Linked DNA regions of Pan troglodytes: region 2 is linked to region 1. The links are chromatin contacts, called in public Hi-C maps. All regions are on one chromosome and are shown on one strand. Each heading gives the region's core, a stretch centred on a gene start, on an enhancer-like site or on the middle of the called end of the contact. The rest is flanking DNA. Distances are from core to core; before and after follow the strand shown.

Region 1 (6,991 bases), core at 2,749-5,248:
AAAAGCTTACAATGTTTACACAGTTAAATGTATCAGCCTGTTTACATTTGTGACAAGAATTGGATGTATGATCCAAAACTCATGTTGAAGTATAGGGGGAAACCTGTATAAATAGTCTTGTAGTTTAAATTGTATGTGACTGGTTCATTCTGGTTTCCAGTTCGTCCTAGTATAGACGCATAATCAAATTAAGGTCGCAATTGCCAGAAAATCTCAATTGCAGGGGATTCTATGACTCTTCATTATTCCAGGTGCAAATGAGCTTCAAGGTGCACAATGCCCTGCTGTCAGCCTCTCCACTCAGCACAGAGGAGACCAATTTCCAGTCAGATCTGTCTTCTTCTCTTTTTACTATCATAACCATTAATTGCTGAGGAATCAATCGAGCCCTGAACTGTGGCTGTGATTTGACTGCCCAGCTGATCAAAGCAGCTCTTTGCCCCATATTGACAACTCATTATTGAACAGTAAATTGCCCATTCCATCAATCTCTTTGTAGCCATTAACTCAATTTGACTGGATTAACTAGTTTTACAAAGCCCCTTCTTTAAGCTTGAAACCTGAGGTTTTTGTAATCTCAGGGAGGAAAAATAAATGTGTATCTTCTTGGTAGATATATATCCTGCCCCATGGAAATTAAAATGTTTGATGGAAACAGGCTATGGTGAGCTAAGGGCATACATACCTTTTCTTATTTGCTCTGGTTCTAGGGTTTATTTTAAAAAGCACTCTTTCTTCCTTTTTTTATCTGTGTTACAAGCCCTTTGCTATTAGAACCTGGTTTTATTTCGAGATCGCACCAAGCAGGCCCCTCCTCCTTTTCAGCCTTTGTACTTTTCCTTTATGTGAGATTATATGGCTCTGAAAAGGCTGCTCTGATTTAGGGCACTGGATTCCTTCATTCTGAGCAGAGCATCGTCAGCTCTCTGTACAGGCCCCACGGGCTGTTGATTTTGATGACTACCATGCCCACTGCATAAAACAATGTTCCTCTAAGTGTATAATTGACTTTATCTGCTTTGCTCACTTTTAATTACTTGCACTTTCAGCTTTTTCATTGAATTTCAAATACTTTATGTGCGCGGCCCTGATTATAGCTTTCCTGCATATGTCCAAGATGGGTTTGTGCAGGCGGAGTTATCTCTGCTCCTGCCAGCATCCTTCCTGTTAGGCAGTTATTGATTACACCACATAGGATGGAAACTTTACATAGAGTATCCGCTTGGAATGCACAAAAATTTCAGGGTTATTGCAGCATCATGATCAATTGATGTAGCATGCTCATTTCTTCCTCACTAAATTACTCCTTTCCAAAAGAGTATTTTGAAGGAAAAAGAGTGCTTAGGAAACACTGTTGTTTCTGGAGCAGGTTGGGTAATTGCTGAGAGCAATATCAGTTTTCTTTTTCCATGACAAGAAGACACTTGCACAAGGCAGGGAGAGTGAAATATGTCCCCCAGGATGACACACTTCATGCAACCCCACTGTTAGCACAGACCTCTTACTATGTGCTGGGGTACCAGACAGAGCAGTGGTCAGAAAATTCATGGGGTTCACATTCTGGTGGGGAAAGGGTAGAAAGAGACAGAGAAGCAATACACGATTAAATAAATTATTCAATTAGTGGCAAAATTAGTGAAGGCATGAATGCACGAATGGAATAGAAAAGGTTTTTTTTTTTTGATGAAGTGATATTTGAGGTTAGATTAAAATGATGGGCTTGGGTTAGGGTCATCTTTAAAAACAGTTACTTTGTGCCAATTTCCTTAGTTCCTTTAATAATTACCCCCCTTTGTGTATAAAATAAGTGGTGATGAAGAGGTTTTTCTAGTTTGTTTTCCTCTTTGTGGTTTGAAAATCAGCACACAGTCATCTGCAGGGCGCTAAGTATACGATCCTGGGAACATGATGTGAAAAATCAGGAACTTGCAGCTGAACCAGCGTAGCCATTGAGAAGTGGCCATCCTCCCACTTCTGGTAAATTGCCTAAAATTTACATATCAATCATGTTAACCTGTCATACCTCTAGTTCCACCCACAGTCCTTCTGTAGGGCTCATCCTGGGTAGACACATGACACCCAGGGAAGCAGTCTGAACTGCAAGTGATCATCTACCTGAAGCCTACAAACTGTTGTTCCAAAGGGAAGATCTGGGACACTCAGACTTTTACTTTTCAGAATCTGAATTAGAAACTGTGGCTGGAATCACCAGCTAGTAGTGGGTGTAGACACCATAGGGTCATGAAATAGAAGGGAGGATGTTGGAGGAGAGCAGCCGGGATCTGTCAGAGATTGAATAGCAGGCTGAAATCAGGAGCAAGGAGGGGCAGGAGAAACAGAGGTACGCCTTACTGAGCAAAGGAGCCCGGAGGGAATCTGAGCAGAAGCAGACGGACAGAAAAGAACCTAGCCACAGAAAATGATGGCACACAGGGGTGGATCATCATCAGCCTATGTGGCAAAAAGACTAAGGTCAACCTTACATGCAAATCCAGCAGCAAAACCATCTTTACAACACCAATTCATGCTACTATTCCTGCTCTTCCCAACTCTTTGAGTTTATGCCTCTTGCCTTCGCTGACGTCACACCCTATTTTCTTGAGTACTAATATTCCAGTGTTTTTAATCACTTGTTAAATTATCCTCACAATAAATACTAGTCACTTGCAGTCTCATAGGGAGTCTCTGACCCTAAGAAGAACAATTTCCTGCAATTTAACAACAATACCCATGCATTCACCCTTTGACCCAGCAATCCTGCTTCTGGGAACTTATCCTGAAGCTACACCTCCAAAAATTCAAAAATACCCATGCACAAGGTTATTCATTGCAGTATTGTTTAAAATTGTAAAATACTGGAAACAACTTAAATGCCCAAATATAGGAAAATGGTTGTATACACGATGGTACATAACACATGATAGGGTATTATGCAGCTGTAAAAAATAATAAAGAAATAAATAAAGAAAATGTTTATGAGCTGATATGGAGCAATTTCCAGAAATCAAATGCAATTATTTAACAACAAAAATGATAAAGAGGACTAGAGGAGAGACACTATAAAAGCATAAATTCAAAGGAACCACTAGAATATGGAATATCGAAAGAAAAAAAAAAGAAGGGTGAGTCTCTGATTTGTGTAAGCAAACAAGTGAAACTAAGACACAGCCACAGAGCACTATGGTAACACATGCAGCAAGTACATTGCAATTTCTTAAGATAAACTTGAAGAAACTACCCTGCACATATTGAAACAGCACTGTCTCAACCACCCGCTGATGCAGCAAAGCATAGGAACAAGAAAGTGAACATTGGGAAAGAATTAACCGGTAAACATTTAAACAAGAGGTGTGGTCTAATCATGGGACGAATCAGAACCGTATTGGACTTCCTATCACTCATCTGTACTACTTAGTACTGTTTTTATTTTAACTAATTAATTAATACTTTTTTTGGAGATAGCATTTTGCTCTGTCGCCCAGGCTGGAGTGCAGTGGAGCGATCTCAGCTCACTGCAGCCTCGATCTCCTGGGATCAAGTGATTCTTCCACCTCTGCTCCCTAGTAACTGGGATTACGGGGGTCGCCACCACACCCGGCTTTTTTGGGTAGTTTTTGTAAAGACGAGGTCACGCTATGTTGCCTAGGCCGGTCTGGAACTCCCAGGCTCAAGCAATCCACCTGCCTCTGCCCCCTAAATTTCTGGGATTACAGGTGTGAGCCACTGCGCCTGGCCTGTTTTTATTTTGAAAAAAAAAAATTTTTTTTGTTTTTTGCAAGGTGCACAGGAGGTTGGTGGGTGGGTGAGCTCGACGGTTTCGGGTTACAGAGGTTTCGAACCCATCCCTCTTCTGGTGCTGCGATTTTTGCTTATTCACAGCCCCTTTCCTCGGAAAAGCCCAGGAGAAGTGTTTCAAGTGGTGACCAGCAGAGGGCAGCAGTATCCACCGCTTCCCGCAGAGCACGGCGTGCGGATGTAGACTGTCTTCCGGTCCCACCGGGAGATGGGGAATTCTAGGCCAGGTGGGTGTGACGACGTGCAGCCCTAGCAAAGGACAGGGGTGCACGACAGAGGCACTGGATGGTAAGCACAGCATTTTCTAAGTCTCACAGGAGAAAAATCACTGAAAAAAACCACTGGTGTAAAAGCTGAGTCTGTCCTTTGAACCGCTGCCCTGATTTTGGTTACAAATGAAGCAAAAAATCCTTAAAGATCCATATTCCTAAATTTAGACCTTCACCTCAAAGATCGCCTCGGAAAATATACAAATCATTATTTCCTTCATTTAGTCAACTATCTACTGATTTGACCCCTACTTCCTGTTCAACTCAGCATCCCTTGTCATGGGCAAAAAAAGTGAATGGACTCAGACCATTGAAACAAATAAATTTAAACTTGGTTAGAAAAATTCCAAGTCAATGAATTTTAAAAAGTGAGTTAGTATCATACCAATTTAAGTGTTTTTAAAATAATATTTAATAAGCAGGTGAATAATTAGCATTGGCCTAAGAAGGCAGCATTCTTAAATCACAGAAAAGAGGTATTTCAGCTGTGGCTGTATGTCGGACTTTGTGATTCCTTTATTTCTGATTTCCTTAGTAAGTTATTCAACCTTACAGGGAAACTTTTTAAATTTTACGTTGCTCTTTTAAATTAGCCTAAGAATAATAATGGTGCCAAAATCTTGTATAGCACTTGCTATGTGCTAGGTACTTAAGCATTACATATATATTAAGTCATTTAATCAATTAAACAACTGTATCAGATAGATATTATATTAACCCATATTACAGAGGTTCAGAGAGGTTAAGCAATTTGACCAAGGTCACACAGCTAGTTCATGACAGAGTAGGATTTGAACTCAAAAAGTCTGGATTCAGACTCCACGCTTCTAGCCATAATATCGTACTTCTTATTATTAAATATTAGCCACAACATGCTCTCCATGAATAATGGCCTTCCGTATAGAGTCAGTTCCTTCTCCCTCCCTTGAATTCCTACCTTCGAGCATTCTAGATTGATTGATTACCCTGGTCCTCCCTACCTCCCTCCTTTCCTATGAAATGCCATGTCATGTCACATGAACCTTGACATTTAGAAGATAGAATTCTTTTGTTTGATTCAGGTTTTTTTCCTAAAAGAACATCACACTCATTTCTGATCTTTTTTTGGAACCCTTTGTTGATAATTTAAATGACTGTTTTGTGACTTTTTATAGAAGCCTAATTAAAAATGCATAGTTTAAAAATTAATCACCCGAGTCACCCAGACTCAAAACATCTGTCATCCTCCCTCCCTTTTTTCCCCGAGGTAATTTTGCCAGGTCCTGTGGCTGCTTCCTCCTGTATATTCCCTAAAATGTCTCCTAAATCTTCTTTCTCATTTCAGTAGTGGCTCCAAGTGCTCCTTACCCCCAGCCTGGGCTTTTATAACAACCTCTCAACTGGTCTCCAGACCCCAATCCATCCCACACACCACTGCCAGATGAAGCTTCTGAAAGCAATGCTCTAGCCGGCTTGTATTTTTTGCTCTGAAACCTTGCGTGGCTTCGCTTGTCTACGGAATTCAGTACTGAATCGATTAAGAGGTAGTCTTTTCACTGACTTGGTTTTACTGCTCCCTGGTACACAAAAATACTTCCTTCTATAGGTAAATTCATAAAGAAACACACACACAAAAGTAGAACAGAGGATACCAGGGGCTGGGGAAAGGAGAATAAGGAGTTAGTGCTTAATGGGTACAGAGTATCTGTGGGGAGTGATGAGAATGTTTTGGAAAAAGACGGCAGTGATAGTTGCAATTAATCCCTGTGAATTATGCACTTGAAAATGGTAAAAATAAAATTAGCCAGGCGTGGTGGCTTGCACCTTTAGTCCTAGCTACACTGGAGGCCAAGGGAGGAGAATGGCTTGAACCCAGAAAGTTGAGACTGCAGTGAGCCATGATTGCACCACTGCCCTCCAGCCTGGGTGACAGAGCAAGACCCTGTCTATAAAAAATAAGAAATAAGAAAATGGTTAAAATGCCAAATTTTATGCATTTTTATCATAATAAAAAATTTTTAAAGTATACTTTCTTCTAGTCCAATTAGATCAATTGCCCTTTTCTCTCTGAACCCCATTCCCCTGCTTTTTAAGCTTTATACGAGGCAGAAAAATGTGGTCTCTCCTTATTGCTGACAACTATTTCTTGAACTTGCAGGAAGCAAGGCTTCCTGCTTCTTCCTTCTGGTCAGTGAAATATTAGAATAAAAATTTCAGAATGTCTCTGGTGGCTTTTATTGCTTTTCCATCACAAGTTTATAGGAACATTCTTTTCTTTCTTCTCAGTGAGCAGAGGCTTCCTAAAAGCACACAGAAATAGCAAGACAAGTCTATTTCATGGACTCTGCTTTCTAATCAGATGGTCTCGTGTGGAATATTGTCTCTGGAGAGGTCATAAATGGTTGTCACGCCATGTGCTGTGGAACCTTATCTTCTCCTTTTCAAAAGCAGGCTGCCTGGTAGGTTTCCTAGACCATGAACAAGCCAAATTTTTGTTTGAAATTTTTAATATTCCTCTTTTTTTATTAATAGAGAACAATGATTCCAACACATTCAGCTTTATTTTAGGAAGAAATAATTTAGCGTGTAACCCGTTATTTTTATTTATTTATTTAGAGACAGAGTCTTGCTCTGTGGCCCAGGCTGGAGTGCAGTGGTGCAATCTTGGCTCACTGCAATCTCCGCCCCCTGGGTTCAAGCGATTTTCCTGCCTCAGCCTCCTGAGTAGCAGGGATTACAGGCGCCCGCCACCATGCCTGGCTAATTTTTGCATTTTTAGTAGAGACAGAGTTTCACCTTGTTGGTCTAGAACGCCTGACCTCAAGTGATCCACCCACCTCAGCCTCCCAAAATGCTGGGGTTACAGGTGTGAGCTATGGCGCTCAGACTAATTTAGTGCCTAATCTGTTTAAAATGATGTTATAGTTATTGTACAGCCACTTTGTTGT
Region 2 (6,157 bases), core at 2,533-5,032, 300 kb after region 1:
CATTTTCTGGGAGACAATTCCTGAGGATGCGCTTTTCTTTTTCAAAGAGTTGGGGCAGCAGATGTAAAGTTATAAGAAGAAGTGAGACCACAGACTGATACTCTACACCATCTGCCCCTTTCCCCCAGCACTGCTTCCCCATCAGGATCCGTTTGTCAATTTAAACATCTACTTGTGGGTATTGCTTTTCTACAGCGAGTCACTGAATCAAAAGGTCATGGTTTCTGCCCCTGGAGAGTAGGATCTGAGCTCCAATGTCTAAAATGCTGATTTAGCTCACTGTCTTCAGTTGATAGACTCACACATTCTCTAACCTTCCTCTGTCAGGACTTGACTTTTTACCAGGAATTGGCTGTCACATTAATGGCAAGCTGTTGAGGACAGCTCCCTCTGAGGTTTATGCAGAGGACTACAGGACTCTCTCTGGGTGGAATGCCAGCCATTGCTATCCTTCCTTCTTATGACAACAGCAGCAGTTTCCACACATCTGGCATTGCCATCCCATCTTCATGACATATGCCGTATCTGCAGACCACCCTTAATAGTATTTATTGAGCATAGTTTTAACTGGCTTTGGTTTTATTAAGAAAACTATTTGAATAGAAAGTTTTATGTAATAAATTATTATATATGAAAACCATTTTTACTTGCCATAAATATAACTTGTAAAAATTAAATTTTGACGACTTATTCAATTTTTCTAGATACCCCTGCTTATCAAAGGCTTTGGGCCTTTGGTTCTCTTTTTTTTTTTTTAAAGGAGATTACAGGTAATAGAGAGTTGTTAACAATCTTGTAATTCTAAATCAAGATCAAACTAAAAGATATGTCATTTGAAAAGGCTCGAGAGTATACGAATCACTTTAGTTCAGGAAAACTTCTACTGACCACTTACTTTATGCCATATCCTGTGCTGGTTACTGTTGACAAACTATTTTAGTACAAGTTCCATTAGAAATGATTAAATAAAAATATTTGGCATTTAATTCAATTATGTTTCAAAATAAAGGAAAACCTTTCTAGATGCTCCTAAGTGCCAATTTAAATATAGAATTTCTTTTCCTAGTTTGTTTATACAGTCTCTTAAAAAGACACCTTCAATTAATGTAACTAAAATGCATAATCTTAAATATTATTATTGCACTGGAATTTATGTAAAAGGAAAAAAAAAACTCATCAGCACCAACTCAGACGTTCCCCTCAAGTTTGTGGGAGAACTTAAAGTATATTAACTTTTTTCTGTGTACTTTGTTTAATTTAATGCAGAATTTTTATACCAACTAAAACCACCTTCTTCACCACCTAAAACCATCTCGATGCCATATAAAATCATCTGGAAGCTACTGTGGCATGTGTTCCATATTTTGGAAACACGGATGAAAAGAAAACAAAACAGAGTTTGATACCTGGGTTTGATGCTTGCTCTGCCACTTACCAGCTGTGTGTGTTTAAACAAATTATTTAACCTCTCTGAGTCTTCAGTTCTTCATCTGTGAAGTGAGAATAACAATATTAACCTTGTTGTGCTGTTGGGGAGTAGAAATGAATAAAGTATGCTAAGGGCCTCGTGTAGTGCTTGGTACACAGTAGGTACACAATATATGTTACTACTCTACAATGGGTGGGTACGGGAATCATTGCTGACAACTGGGCATGCCATCTCACATCATCAGGCATGACAACCTGAAAGCCCACAGGGACAAGGCGGGTCACATGAAAAAGGAAAGCGTGCTGGATGGTGTCCTAATAAAGTAGCAATCCAGCAAAGGTTCCATCTTAAGCAGGCACCTGCTTGCTAAGCCTCAGCTGACGTTAACAGCAAGTAACCTTTGTTATGTTATCACTCTAAGGGTCTAAGGACTTTACACATATGAACTCATTTAATCCTCATAACCCTAGCAGGAAGGTCCTATTATCATCCCCAGGTTATAAATGAGCACACAGAGTCACCATGAGATTAAGTAGTTTGTCTAACCCCACAGAGCTAGGAAGCGGCAAAACCAGAATTGAAAGCCTGACATTCTATTTCCAAAGCCAATCAGCCTTCTTTATCCACTAAGGGCAATGAGTGGTTCTCAAGGTTTAGGGTGCATCAGAATCACTTCAAGTGATTCTGAACTGGTTGTTAAAATAAAATTTTAGTGTGGAAGGGCTTGTTAAAATAAAAATGGTCAGGGCCAATTCAGTCACTAGAGGAGGAAGGACAGAGAAAATGCATCTTTAAAAAGTTCCCAGGTGATCCAGGGACACTCTGAGAATCACCATTCTAGGCTATTCTTCCTCTTCCAAGGCTGGTCCAGTGTTCTAGATCTTCTGACTGAATTACAAGAGTAGCCAGAAATGTGGTCTTTTGTATGAGGGCTCACTATATTTAAATGCTGGCCACTAATTCGATATGTTTAAAAATACTAAGCAAGCCAAAAAAAAAAAAAAAAAAGAAACCACACAGACAAACAGAAAAGAAGTTAGCAAGCCAAATTTGGCCTCTAGGCTGTTGGTTGGTGATTTCTGCTTTGTGTGTATAAAGTATTTTTAACACATTTATGCAACAAATGTTTATTGAGCACTTGCTACATGCCAGGGGGACATACTGGGAGCTGGGCATACAGAATGAGACCAAGTCAGATGAGAACATCTCTTTTTGTGGAGGTTACATTTGGGATGAGGGAGTGGAGGAGCATGGAGAAGCCAAAAAAAATCACTAAACAAATCAAGGGGATCTTTCCAGCTATGGTAAGCTCTCTAAAAAACAAACGACAGAGTAATAGGCTCGGTGACTTCTTTGGTTATTTGCAGCTCTAGGAGGAGGAAGGGAAAGTGTAACATGCCTCTATCACTGAAGAAAAGTAGACAAATAGGAGTTGAATTATGCACCACAGCCAAAGTGCCCCAGGCTGTGGAGGTCAGAACAACACTGCTGCCTGATTTACCCGCTAATACCAATTCTGTGACATCATTCCACCGCCCGTCGATTATTTACCTCATCCCCAAGTGTGGAAGGTCAAACCGCTGGTATTTTGCAGTCTGCCTCTGCAGGTGAAATTTAGCTTTAATTGTCTAATTGCTACTCTGGCAACGGCTGCCACAGATTCATTTTCGAACTCAGCACAGGTGCGCTCTGTGGCTGATGTTCTATTTTCAAGGACGAAAGGAAGGAATTAGAGAACCTGATGTCTTCTGCTTCAAGAGTTAAGATGAAGTTATTTTCTTCCCCCAATCAAGTCATGTTATCTCATTTCAATTTTCCAGAGTGTCTTCTCATCATAAATTAAACTGGGTTGCCAAATCCCAGAGCAACAAAAATGGAAAGGTAGTTGGGAGGAAGAGAAAAAACAAGTTTGGTGCTTATTAAAGAAAAACGTTTGTGTCCTTGAAGAACGGTCATGATGTAAACGAGCTATATGTGATAATAATAATGAAAAAGAAGAGGATGATGATGGTGATGGTGATGATGGTGTTGCTGACCAGGTCTGCGACTTACCAAATATTCCCTAATTAAAGCCACAGCATTTTAGTCTGAGGGGGGTAAGCAGCCGTAGGCCTATTTAAACAGATTCAAAAAAGTCTATGTGAATTTCTTAAAATAATTACTGCATTCTTGATTCCAGCAGCTAATTCAATTTCAAGAAAACACCTCCCCCCACCCTTTTTTTTTTAAATACTTGGAAGACAGATACACTGATTTTACATGTGCTTTAATTATTTTCAAGTCAGCACTAAGGAGATGAGTTGTAGCCAGTGGTATGTGCTTTTACAAACTTGACATGGAATGGAATGAAAACGCCAAGGCAGAGAGAGTTCTTTTTAAAAAGAATGTCAATAAGTAAATTCCAGAGCCCTCTACAACATTATGGACCATTTTAGAAATCAGCACAGGTCGAACTTTGCACCTGGAAACAAAGCATGCCAGGCTACTGGGTGTAAGAGACGCAATCCATCAAAATGCAAGGTGTGCACCTGGCCATTAGCAACATGGCTTTGTGTTCTCTGAATGTTTTGGGGTGGATAAAGGGAGGATGGGAAAAATTTAAGATTTGGGTATTAGTTGCACTGCTCAAGGCAGAAGCCCTCGGTGTCGCAGTCTCTTTACCTATGGAATGGAGACGATAATGAGAATCACAGCTGCCCTGTCTACTCTCCTCAGGCTGCCAGGAGGATAACATATCATACCACATTGGAAACTAGAAAGTGACAATTCTAAAGACAAACTAAAGAAAGGCTGTTATTATCACGGTCTTCTCCCCAGCTGGACTTATGAGCCACTTGTGTAAAAAGACGTCATCTTAGTTTCTTTGTACCTCTTACCACATTGTAACCACATAATAATGTCAGAGTAGGCTTTGTGGGTGTTGTCAGTTTGTAAAAATCTTTGTCCCTCTACACAAGAGTTCACCTAAGGTTTTCTTTAGTCAACTCAGACAATACATTTAAAATATTATCTGACTGCTCAATAAATATAAAAGAAGAATTTCAGTTCCAGAATAGAAATAGCATCCCTTTTACTGAGATCTTTGCATTCATTTTCCAACCTAATCTTCATAGTAGTCCCTCAAGACGGATATAACTATCCCCATTTTTGGATGAGGAAACCAAGACTCAGAGAGTTTAAATAACTTGTCCAATTTTTCACAACTAATAAGTAGCAGAGGCAAGATTTGACTGAATCCAAAGCTCCCCCATTTCCCTCTAAGTCATGCAAAGCTTGGTTGGTTGATTGTCATGGCTGTGAATCTAAGTGTCCATTACAGTTTTAGTAACTTTCCAACTTACTTGTACGCATTATGAAAAACTTAGTTCTTTCTATAAATGTTTCTTACAAAAATATTCCTCTTGCTGGGCACGGTGGCACAAGCCTATAATCCCAACTACTTGAGAGGCTGAGGTGGGAGGATGACTTGAGCCCAGGAATTCAAGTCCAGCCTGGGCAACATAACAAAACCTTATATCTAAAAGTAATAATAAAATTAGAAAAAGAAAGTATTCCTCTTGCCAAAGAGATATAATTCTTTTGGTCCAGTATTCAAAATGTAAGTCCAGTTTTCAATCCTACAAGAATGTCAGAAACCCTTCCTATTCATTCTTCAAATTCGAGAACTTGACTGGGGAGATGTATGCAGGGGTGGAATGATAATGCATAGTGGCAGCTAAGCCAGGACCATAATTGTCCAACTCTAGCTTGCTTTAATGAGCATATACCTGGGAAGCTTGCTAAAAATGAACTCCCAACCTCCCTAGCAGCCCGTTCTGATTCAACGTGCTTAGGGCAGAGCCCAGAGTCTAAGTCTGTACAAACTCCCTGGTTATTCAGATGCAGGTGGGTCTCAGGCCATATTTTCCATTAAACATGTCCAGGAGCATAGGCAGGGAATTGGGAACCAAGAGCCTAGCTTTGCAGCGCTTTTGAGGCCTTAGACAACTCCACCAAACTCTTCAAATGTTTATTTACAGAAAGCAACTCTCCCTTTCTTGGGTATCCCTGGCCCCCATTTTGGGGGAATTGACTGTACTTCATTTTGCTTCAGAACTTCTTGATGGATAACACTATCTTTTGTTGTATGCTCATTGTAGCAACTCTTACTCACCGGGATTGCCTTGTGCTTTAGATTTTAATTATAGAACAAACTTCAGATAAAAAACTAAAGCTCAACACTGTAAAGAGGACAAGGCCCATTCCAGCATTGGCATGGTTTTACTATAATCAAAGCCATCCTTGAACGGCAGAGCCACCAGAAATGACTGCACATTTAGCTAACTTTCTTCTACTAGCGTTTAAGTGCCTGCAAGAACCACTCTCTCTGACAAATATATATCAATAAGAAGGCAGTACAAAACCTGCTTGTTAGAGGAGGATGCCCCAATATCTATTAACTAGGGTCCTTCAATACTGGCAGTACAGGGAAGATTTTTGCTAGAGACTGACCTTCTTCCCCATGGGGCTGTAGTTCCCAACCCTATCTGTCATTAGAACCAACTATGGGCTTTAAAAATACAAATACATTATTGGGCCCCATGCCCAGAGATTTTTATTTAAAGGGTCTGGGGAGTTTCAGTATCAGTACTTTTAAAAAGTTCCCCAGGTGAATCTGTTATGCAAGAATTGTGAACCTTCAAAGACCTTCAAGTGCCAATCATCATGCCAGCATTAGGCACACAGCCA

The links. A called contact is a pair of places that touch in the nucleus more often than the background predicts.
Region 2: a contact with region 1 is called in a Hi-C map of stem cell-derived neural progenitor cells, with 6 times the contacts expected there. The contact joins two enhancer-like sites. A contact is called at or near these places in 2 of 7 Hi-C or Micro-C datasets (induced pluripotent stem cells and stem cell-derived neural progenitor cells) and 1 of 1 datasets of contacts at active chromatin or transcription factors (stem cell-derived excitatory neurons).

The regions. Positions count from the first base shown.
Region 1 is chr2:67,997,508-68,004,498 of NHGRI_mPanTro3-v2.0_pri, forward strand. No RefSeq gene overlaps it. Among named protein-coding and RNA genes, the nearest start is that of PSMD6, 6.4 kb to the left of the region's middle. Within about 2 kb of position 3,999, at least 6 of the 24 cell types and tissues checked have an H3K27ac peak or open chromatin away from gene starts, as enhancers often do. A contact at or near this core is called in stem cell-derived neural progenitor cells, where this site is marked.
Region 2 is chr2:68,298,824-68,304,980 of NHGRI_mPanTro3-v2.0_pri, forward strand. All of the region lies in intron 2 of PRICKLE2 (prickle planar cell polarity protein 2), which reads right to left. Among named protein-coding and RNA genes, the nearest start is that of PRICKLE2, 110 kb to the right of the region's middle. Within about 2 kb of position 3,783, at least 1 of the 24 cell types and tissues checked has an H3K27ac peak or open chromatin away from gene starts, as enhancers often do. A contact at or near this core is called in stem cell-derived neural progenitor cells, where this site is marked.